Linked DNA regions of Zea mays: region 1 is linked to region 2. The links are chromatin contacts, called in public Hi-C maps. All regions are on one chromosome and are shown on one strand. The core of a region is the stretch at or near the end of the contact, and the rest is flanking DNA. Distances in the headings are between cores, read along the strand shown. Region 1 holds the start of LOC100281237 (phosphoglycerate kinase). Region 2 holds the start of LOC100274522.

What was found. A called contact is a pair of places that touch in the nucleus more often than the background predicts.
Region 1: a contact with region 2 is called in a Hi-C map of ear, with 2.5 times the contacts expected there. The contact joins the promoter of LOC100281237 here to the promoter of LOC100274522 in region 2. A contact is called at or near these places in 2 of 25 Hi-C or Micro-C datasets (ear and tassel).

Annotation. Positions count from the first base shown.
Region 1 is chr6:167,708,549-167,712,953 of Zm-B73-REFERENCE-NAM-5.0, reverse strand. LOC100281237 (phosphoglycerate kinase) reads left to right here and starts at 1,643. Exons shown (of 7, transcript NM_001154156.3): 1 at 1,643-2,048; 2 at 2,707-2,784; 3 at 2,877-3,137; 4 at 3,240-3,557; 5 at 3,674-3,832; 6 at 3,938-4,141. The coding sequence starts at 1,848.
Region 2 is chr6:167,487,710-167,492,128 of Zm-B73-REFERENCE-NAM-5.0, reverse strand. It overlaps LOC100274522, which reads left to right and starts at 2,275. Exons shown (of 1, transcript NM_001148879.1): 1 at 2,275-3,934. The coding sequence starts at 3,020. The coding sequence ends at 3,709.

The sequences.
Region 1 (4,405 bases), core at 394-2,893, 220 kb before region 2:
CTGCACCCAAAGAAACATGCAGCGATTTGTGATGATATTACATGGGCTCATCACACGTTTATGTTCTTGAACCTACGCTTGTGTTGCCAGCATGACTCACAAAAACATGTTTTTGTGCTTCTTAGTTTTTGTGACTAGAAGGCTGCAGTTCAGTGTACAACCGTACATGACTTTCTTTTGATGGATGTAATATTTTTCATATTCTTTTGCATTTCAACTTTATTGTGATTTTCTGTTGCATCGCCTCTCAGTATAAAACTGTCGAAATGTAATCCTTCCAAAATCATACTATTACCTAAAAGCTAAAAACGATATGTTTGATCCAGCAATGTTCTGTCTCCATATTCCCTGTCATGGTGCACTTATTAAAATGCAGCCCACTTTTACTTTTTACATCTGGAGAATATGACTAAGAATCTGGTTTTACTTGATTCTTGACTTGTAGATACCTTTTTCTTCGTATGAGACCCCACAAACTGCGTCAACCCCGACCCGGCCACCACGCCGCCATACCCTCACAGTACTTGCATTTGTTTCATAGAAACAATCTACTGTTCCTCGCAAGACAGAAGTTTATTTTGTATTGTAAGGTTAACCTTCATTTATTTTTTTTTCAAATGGTGAAATTCTGGAATCAATAGTATGTGTTTGTTTGATTTGGAGACATCTGGATTATTTTTAGGCGTATTGTGTGTCTGGGGTTTGCGTTTTTTTGTTTAGTACCATAGATGTAATTCTGTTATTTGGTGGGTCTCATCCTCCCTTTACAGGAAGGCTTGTACTTCAGACATTCTTTTCTTTCTTATAAATACAAAGATTTACGACTATTGCAAGTTAGAGGTAAAAATAGTGTGTTTGTGCAAGCTCAAATATTTTCTTATAATAGTATAACACACATTTGTACATAAGTTATTGTGGTATTATATGTTTACGTTGCAACGCACGGGCACTCACCTAGTATATGAAGAAGAAGAGTAAGATTTCTCGATGCAAATATGCAAGATAGAAAGAACTCGTGGCCAAGGTCCCTGACGGCTGCCGCTTTCACAATGGTCTGATCTCGGACTCTGCCACAGCAGCGGCTTGACCAGCACTAAGCAGAATAGAACCCAGCGCTGGCTTGTTCGTTTTGATCTTGAATTGGGTGGGATTGAAAAAAACGACAGCCGCAGCTTCTTCTTCCAGTGCGGCTGCAGCCGAACACAGATAGACGACGGCCTGTTCTGTTCCGGTAGGGAATTCACCTTAGGCGAGAACGCGGCCGGCTGCAAAGCTTGGCGAGTATGGAGTAAAACTTATTTTTTGAGGGCTGCCGCCTTTGGACAAATCCAGTAAACTCACCGAGTTTCGGAAATGTGGGACTGAGAAGGGACGGCGATCCCAGATCACACAGAGGACAGGGGAAAACGAAGCCACCGAGCCCCCACACGTCGCCATCCATCGCCGTAATCGATCACCGCCGTCTCCTCCCCCACACACCCACCGGAACCGTCGTCCTGACCTCTCGCCAGCGATAAGCAAATCTCCTCCCCACTTTATCGTCCACAAAGCCTTCTTCCCGCCCTCCCGAATCGCTCCCTCTCTGTCCCTGCGCTCCAGCCGCCGCCGTCGCCTCCGCCCCCCGAATCCCAATGGCGTCCGCGGCCGCCCCTCCAACCTCCCTCTCCCTCGCGGCCCGCGCGGCCACCAGGGCAGCCGCCGCCGCCGCCGCCCCGCTGCGCAGGGGAGGCCTCGCCACGGCGTGCCAGCCGGCACGGTCTCTGGCTTTCGCGGCGGGCGACGCGCGGCTCGCGGTCCACGTCGCGTCGCGATGCCGGCAGGCGTTCTCCGGGCGTGGCACGCGGGCCATGGCCACCATGGCGAAGAAGAGCGTAGGGGAACTCACGGAGGCCGACCTCGAGGGGAAGCGCGTCTTCGTGCGCGCCGACCTCAACGTGCCGCTCGACGAGAACCAGAACATCACCGACGACACCCGCATCCGGGCCGCCATCCCCACCATCCAGTACATCCTCAGCAAGGGCGCCAAGGTCATCCTCTCAAGCCACTTGGTGAGTTCCCGGCGTCCGACCTTCCCATATCCACGCTCTTCACACTATGTAGGAATTCAGTACTCCTTGGATTCAGGTCTTTGTGATAATCTGATTTGCTCATTTTATTTGTCGCCCGCTAGTTCATTTTTGAACTAAACCGCGACAAATAAAGAAGAACGGAGGGAGTACATACATATGGACCCTAGCTATTAGTTGTGATTTTGCTTCCCATGCTATATGATTTTAGCTTATCTTCAACATAGCTAACTATCAGTATATCAATTCTATTTTCGTTTTTGGGCACAAACTGGTAATTTCTGCAAAGGTGAAAGATACTTATTTTAGGAAAAAAGAACTTACATAAGTAGGGAAAAACTGCTCTTTTAATTCAGAATCTGTTTGTGACTCCAATTTAGAAAATTGGACTCTGTAACTGTTGCTCTTCGCATACACTCACAAGTCACAATGTAGCAGCCAAGGACCTGCATAGGATATTGTTTATTTAAAGTTCTGGTTTTGTATATACAGATTGGCTATTAGTTGCAGATTTTCTTATTGGGTTCAATGATAATTTTATGAAAGATTTGCTGAACCAATATATTTATCTCAGATTGCTGCTTAATAATCTTTTCATCCAGTCATGATTAATATCCTCCCTTTTGCTCTGGATGTGCAGGGTCGCCCTAAGGGTTTTACACCCAAGTTTAGCTTAGCTCCCCTTGTAGGACGGTTGTCTGAGCTTCTTGGCATTCAGGTATTGATTTATTCTACATCATTGGTACTTGTAATGAAATCACATGTGCTAATTGATTGTTCTGACTAAAGCGTATCTATACATACAAATAGGTGCAAAAAGCCGACGATGTTATTGGCCCTGAAGTTGAGAAGCTGGTGGCGGCCTTGCCCAACGGTGGGGTTCTGCTGCTTGAGAACGTAAGATTCTACAAGGAAGAGGAGAAGAATGACCCAGAGTTTGCACAGAAGCTTGCCTCCCTAGCAGATCTTTATGTTAACGATGCATTTGGAACAGCCCACAGGGCGCATGCATCGACCGAGGGAGTTACCAAGTTTTTGCAGCCTTCTGTTGCAGGGTTCCTTCTGCAGAAGGTTATCTCTCTATGTCTACATGTTCCATTTTGTAACTCTATGAAAGACGCCCCTCCTTGATCTCAATCTGATCCTTTTATATCTAATAAAATCAATTTGCAGGAACTCGACTACCTTGTCGGAGCTGTTTCAAGCCCTAAACGCCCTTTTGCTGCCATCGTGGGTGGTTCAAAGGTGTCATCCAAGATCGGGGTTATTGAGTCCCTGTTGGAGAAGTGTGATATCCTTCTCTTGGGTGGTGGTATGATCTTCACGTTTTACAAGGCACAAGGTCTCCCTGTTGGTGCTTCATTGGTCGAGGAAGACAAACTCGAGCTTGCAACGTCTCTACTTGCAAAGGCTAAGGAAAAGGGTGTCTCCCTTATGCTGCCAACCGATGTTGTCATTGCTGACAAGTTTGCCCCTGATGCTAACAGCCAGGTTTGTTGCATCTTCTCTTTTTCCTAATCAGCAGATCTTTTGTAGTGGAGCTGAAGCATCTCTCAGTTCTGCTGCGTAGGGAGAAACTTGACCATATAATTTTTTTTTTCCTACAGATTGTTCCAGCATCTGCAATTCCTGATGGTTGGATGGGCCTGGATATTGGCCCAGATTCTGTCGCTTCATTCAACGCAGCCCTGGATACAACCAAGACGGTCATCTGGAACGGGCCCATGGGTGTCTTCGAATTTGACAAGTTCGCTGTAGGAACCGAGGTAAAGCACTGCTCAAACACGCTGATACAGCTTAGCTATCGAACTGAGGACTGAGGAGAGGTTAACGATAAAAGAAACCTAATCCTGCTGATGCGTCTTTTGTAGGCTGTGGCAAAGAAGCTGGCAGAACTCAGCGGCAAGGGCGTCACAACTATCATCGGAGGCGGAGACTCCGTCGCCGCCGTCGAGAAGGTGGGAGTTGCTGACGTTATGAGCCACATTTCCACGGGAGGTGGCGCTAGCCTGGAATTGTTGGAAGGAAAGGAGCTTCCGGGAGTTGTTGCGTTGAATGAAGCCGCCACTGTGACCGTATGAAGCATGCTTTCATTTTGTTTCGTCTTCGTCTTCACGTGCCGTTGTATACTTGCTACATTCTCGCTTGCACTTGCACCTCCTCAGCCGCTCGCCCGAAATGTAAGAGACCAATGTTTTATAGAGCTAATGGAAATCGTTTGAACAACGACGACCCTAATAGTATGTGATTTACCGAGTGATCTTTCCTCGGTAACGTAACTAGTGATATAAAAAACATTCAAAGGCAATCTTGGCTATTCACTTTGTGCACCAGGACTA
Region 2 (4,419 bases), core at 1,026-3,525:
TTGAACTCATATATGGTGAAATGGTTCAAGTCACAGGCTCGATTTTTGTTTGCTTCAAAATGTGACACAAAGATGTTTGTGATCCTTACGAAGCAACACTATGTAGAATCACACATGAGACACTAATGACTCAAGGAATTTACTTAATTATATTTTATTTAACTTGAGTATAGGAATCGTTGTACTATCAAGGGTGATCCAAAAAGGTGTTGGTACTAAAGCCAAAAATCCTTGATCCAAAACTTCTATTTTACCCTTGTTAATCCTTAATGAAAATATGTAGTACAACCTTTTTAAGTTTATCTTGGCCAAAATTGCTCTCTGAAAAATACTGGTTCAGCCGGGATTCATGTTGGTTCAGCCGGGATTGAAATACCAGCTCATCTGGTTTCTGGACCGGCTCAGTCGGTTTTCCCTCTGGTCCAATCTGCTACTCAACCGGTGGGTCGACTCGAATATGTTATGCAGAAAACCAGCTCAGCTGGTTTTTAATACCGGCTCAGCCGTATTTGAGCACAAAAGTCAAACGACTAGTTTTGGAGTCCCACCTATATATACTCACCCCTGCCTCTCTCCCCCACACAAGAGCGTGCACCAAACTCCATTTCTAACCTCAGAAACACCTCCCACTCTCTCACACATATCTCTTGCCTCTTCCATTTCAAAAAATTTGAGAGAAATCTTTGAGTGAGATTGAGAGCTGTGGGTTTTGTGCTTCATCTCTAAATCCTTCTTGGTCTTCTTGATTCGAGCTTTGATACTACATCGAGTTCTTTGTGGATTTATTACTTTTGGAGCTTCAAGCCCCTAAACGACTAGGTGTCGCTTGTGAGTCTCCAAATCTTGTGAAAGACCACAAAAAAGTTTGTGTTACCCGCTCGTGTGAGCAAAGATTAGTGTGTGGGCTTGACCTTTGTGGTCGACAAAAGGAGGATTAGGGTTGAAAGTGACCTTTGTGGTCGACAAAATGAGGATTAGTGAGTGGCCATTGAGGACCTAAAACAGTCTAATTGGGGGCACTTCCACTCCCTTATGCCCTGATGGGAGAGATCAGCCACGTCGGCATAATGTAATAGGAAAGGCCTCATATCGTTGTTGATTTTTTTGATTTGGTAAATCTGGCGGGAAAGAAATGCGAGAATCTTTGATCTCAGATTCTCGAGACACCAATAAACTGTTGTAAAAATAGAGTGTGAGGCGGCACCCTGAAAGTTGGAAGAGGCTAGACATCTGATAATTCCCTTATCTTCTTAGATGCTTTTCTTAATTGTGGGTTGTTTTCGTTTTTCCCCCTTTCCTTAGGCTAGTGGCCCGTGTGCCTAGGATCTTATCCTGGTTGTTCTAAACCATTTTACCATGTCATTTTTCTCCTTTTCAATATATTAGGTAGATCTCCTGTCTATTTAAAAAAGACAGAAAACATGCATACATTAAAATGGTAATTCAAGAGAAGATGGGATGAAGAGGAGAAAGAGCGTGGGACAACATTCATCTAAGAATAGGGTGGATGGTCGGGCATACCACAATTTTGGGAACATTGGATGGGATCCTGAATGGAACGTGCCTAATTCGTGATTTTAACCAAGTTCAAAAAAATTCATAATTATTATTTTTTTTATCTGATATCATTTAACATATACTCTCTTCATGCTAATTTATAATTCATTTGACTTTTTTATATCAAATTTGATCGGTTTGTCTTATTCCAAAAAATCAAAAATCAAAAAAATCAAAACAATACTTAAAATATATTATATGATAAATAATATCACAGTGAAAACTAATAATAATTATAATATTTTTGAATAAGACAAGTCGGTCAAAGTTAGTAAACAATCAAACAAATTATAAATTGAGACAGAGAGCAATATACTTTAAGTATGAATTTAATTTTTTTATTTTTCGTAAAAAAATTAATAAAACGAATCGGTCAAATTGGATTTAAAAAAGTGAAATAAATTATAAATTATGACAGAATGGGTATTAAACAACACTTGGATGCTCAAGTTTTATACATAAGCTTTCTCCATTCTACCTCTTTATATAGTTTGATTGAATAATATTGTAGCAACTTTACCGACTCTTCTCTGCTGGCATGTTCGTGTTATTTATGAACAATGACGTGCATTGTCAACTAGGCAACAATATTGAGGTGCAAAAAAGTCCAACTGAAAGACAAAACCAGGCCAAGTGGCAGGCCACCGCAAGCAAAAAGATTCGGTCATTGCGAGCCAACAAAAACCTCCCAGCACTGGCAAGAACAGGGAATCGTCCCCTCCCTCCGTCTCCACCGCCCACCACTGATCGGATCACGTCGGCGTCCCATCTCCTCCTCCACGACACAGAACGCCGCTCCCTTTCCGGGATTCTCCTCTCCAATCGCAGCTAAAACGCAACGCACTGGATCGGACGTCGCCAAAAAGATCGGTGGCGACACCATAAAGAAAGAATCCGAGAAAAGGCGAAAGGGGAGGAGAGAAAGGGGAGGTACAAAATTTCTACCCGCTAGAGGTTAGCTAGCTCGGCGGCGAGGGAACGAGAGACGCCCTACCGTCGATTCCATATCGTCGCTCCGATATTCTGATGCCGGAATCCTGCTTTTCCGGCTAGCTTACCGATACCTCCTAGGTGGTTTCCAGTCCTCACCCTTCCAACCTCTACTATCTTTTTTTGTGAATTTACCTCCACCGAATTCGGGCAGCTCACCATTTCTTGGAGTTTGGTGTCCTTTCTCGAGTGTTTCCTTCCTCCCTCCCGGGTTCTACTGCTGAGTGGTGAGGTCTACTGCCCTGCACCTGCAAGTTTGTTTCATTTGTGATGTGATCCGTTAGTTTGCCCCCCAGCAACCGTTGCTCAGAAATTCAGTTCTTATTAAAGCTTCAAGACCCTTCAAGGAACATCTTTTAGACAAGCTCTTGATTCCTTCACCTCTCTCTCTCTTTTCAGGCATCTTTCTTGTGCGACTTGTCCGTTGACCACAGGCGGAGAAATTTGTTCTCGGCACACATTCTCTGCCACAATGGACGATGGAGCTGACCTCCCCTGCCAACTGCTCTTCTCCCACCCGGAGATGCCTGACAGCTTCGACGAGTTCTTCAACAGCGCCACGACGACCTGCACCCACACGCACAGCTGCAACCCGCCCGGCCCCTCGGTCGCCATGCACACCCACACGTGCCTGCACGCGCACACCCTGGTCCTGGGCAGCGGCGGGGAGGACGACGACGACGCCAGGGAGGACTCGGCGAAGCCGCGCAGACCGCTGGGGAACAGGGAAGCTGTGCGCAAGTACCGGGAGAAGAAGAAGGCGCACGCGGCCTTTCTGGAAGAGGAGGTCAAGAAGCTCCGCGCCGCCAACCAGCAGCTCCAGAGACGGCTGCAGGGCCATGCAGCTTTGGAGGCGGAGGTGGCGAGGCTCCGGGGTCTCCTGCTCGATATCCGGGGCAAGATCGACGCCGAGGTCGGCGGCGTGCTCCCTTTTCAGAAGCCGTGCAGTGTGGGCTCCGTGGCGTGTGCCGATCCTGCTCTGTGCTTCAACGGCAACTCGGAGGTTGGAGGCGGCTGGGAGGAGAGCTCAAGACCGGCAGCCGCGGACTGCAGGATCGATGAAGTGCGAGGGATGTCACGGGAAATTGATGTCCCAGAAGGCTTGCGTCATTCCATGGATGTTGTTGCGAGCTTCGTGAGTTCTGATCCCCTGGCTGAATGAGCGCGTTTGCCTGATTGGCAGTTTTTTTTTTTTGGGGCCTCTGCCAGTGCCAGCTTCTTTTGGCTTGCTTGAAAGGTCAAATTTTCATGTAATTAGAAGAATTGAGGAACTGATAATGAGTGGAACTACCTCCACTGTGGTCCATGCTTCTTGTGCTGGTGTTCAGTGTGTATAGCTGAGATTATATTGAACTAATATAAATGCACTGAACACTGTTTACATCTGAAAAAAGGTCATTTCTGTGGGTGCAAGATTTTTTATTTTATTTTTCTGCAATTACAGGACGACTACAAAATCGTCAGATTGTTTGTTCATTCTGCAGAACGTAGAGGATTTTTTTTCCGCCCAGAGTTTCTCTGGAATACCACTAGCCCGATTGTACTTTGTTCATGATGTGGGATCACGTAGCAAGGTTGTGGTGGTGTGCATACGGTGTTGGGCTTTCAGTACTGCCTTAACCCAGCTTAAATTTAGTAGTTGACCAGCTGTCAGGAGGATTCTGCTGCAAAGAGAAAGATACGGTCTCATGTCCAGGTTTATTGTCGTTCTGCACTGTCTGCTCTGAAAGAACTCCTGTAACTAGTTTAGAAAGGTTATTGCACGGATATTATACATTTGTACTAATACAACACTTCACTGATACTATTGCAGTACTGCTACATGCCTGCTTCTCAGATTGTTGTCTAGTTATCGGACTGCTAAAGCCTCGT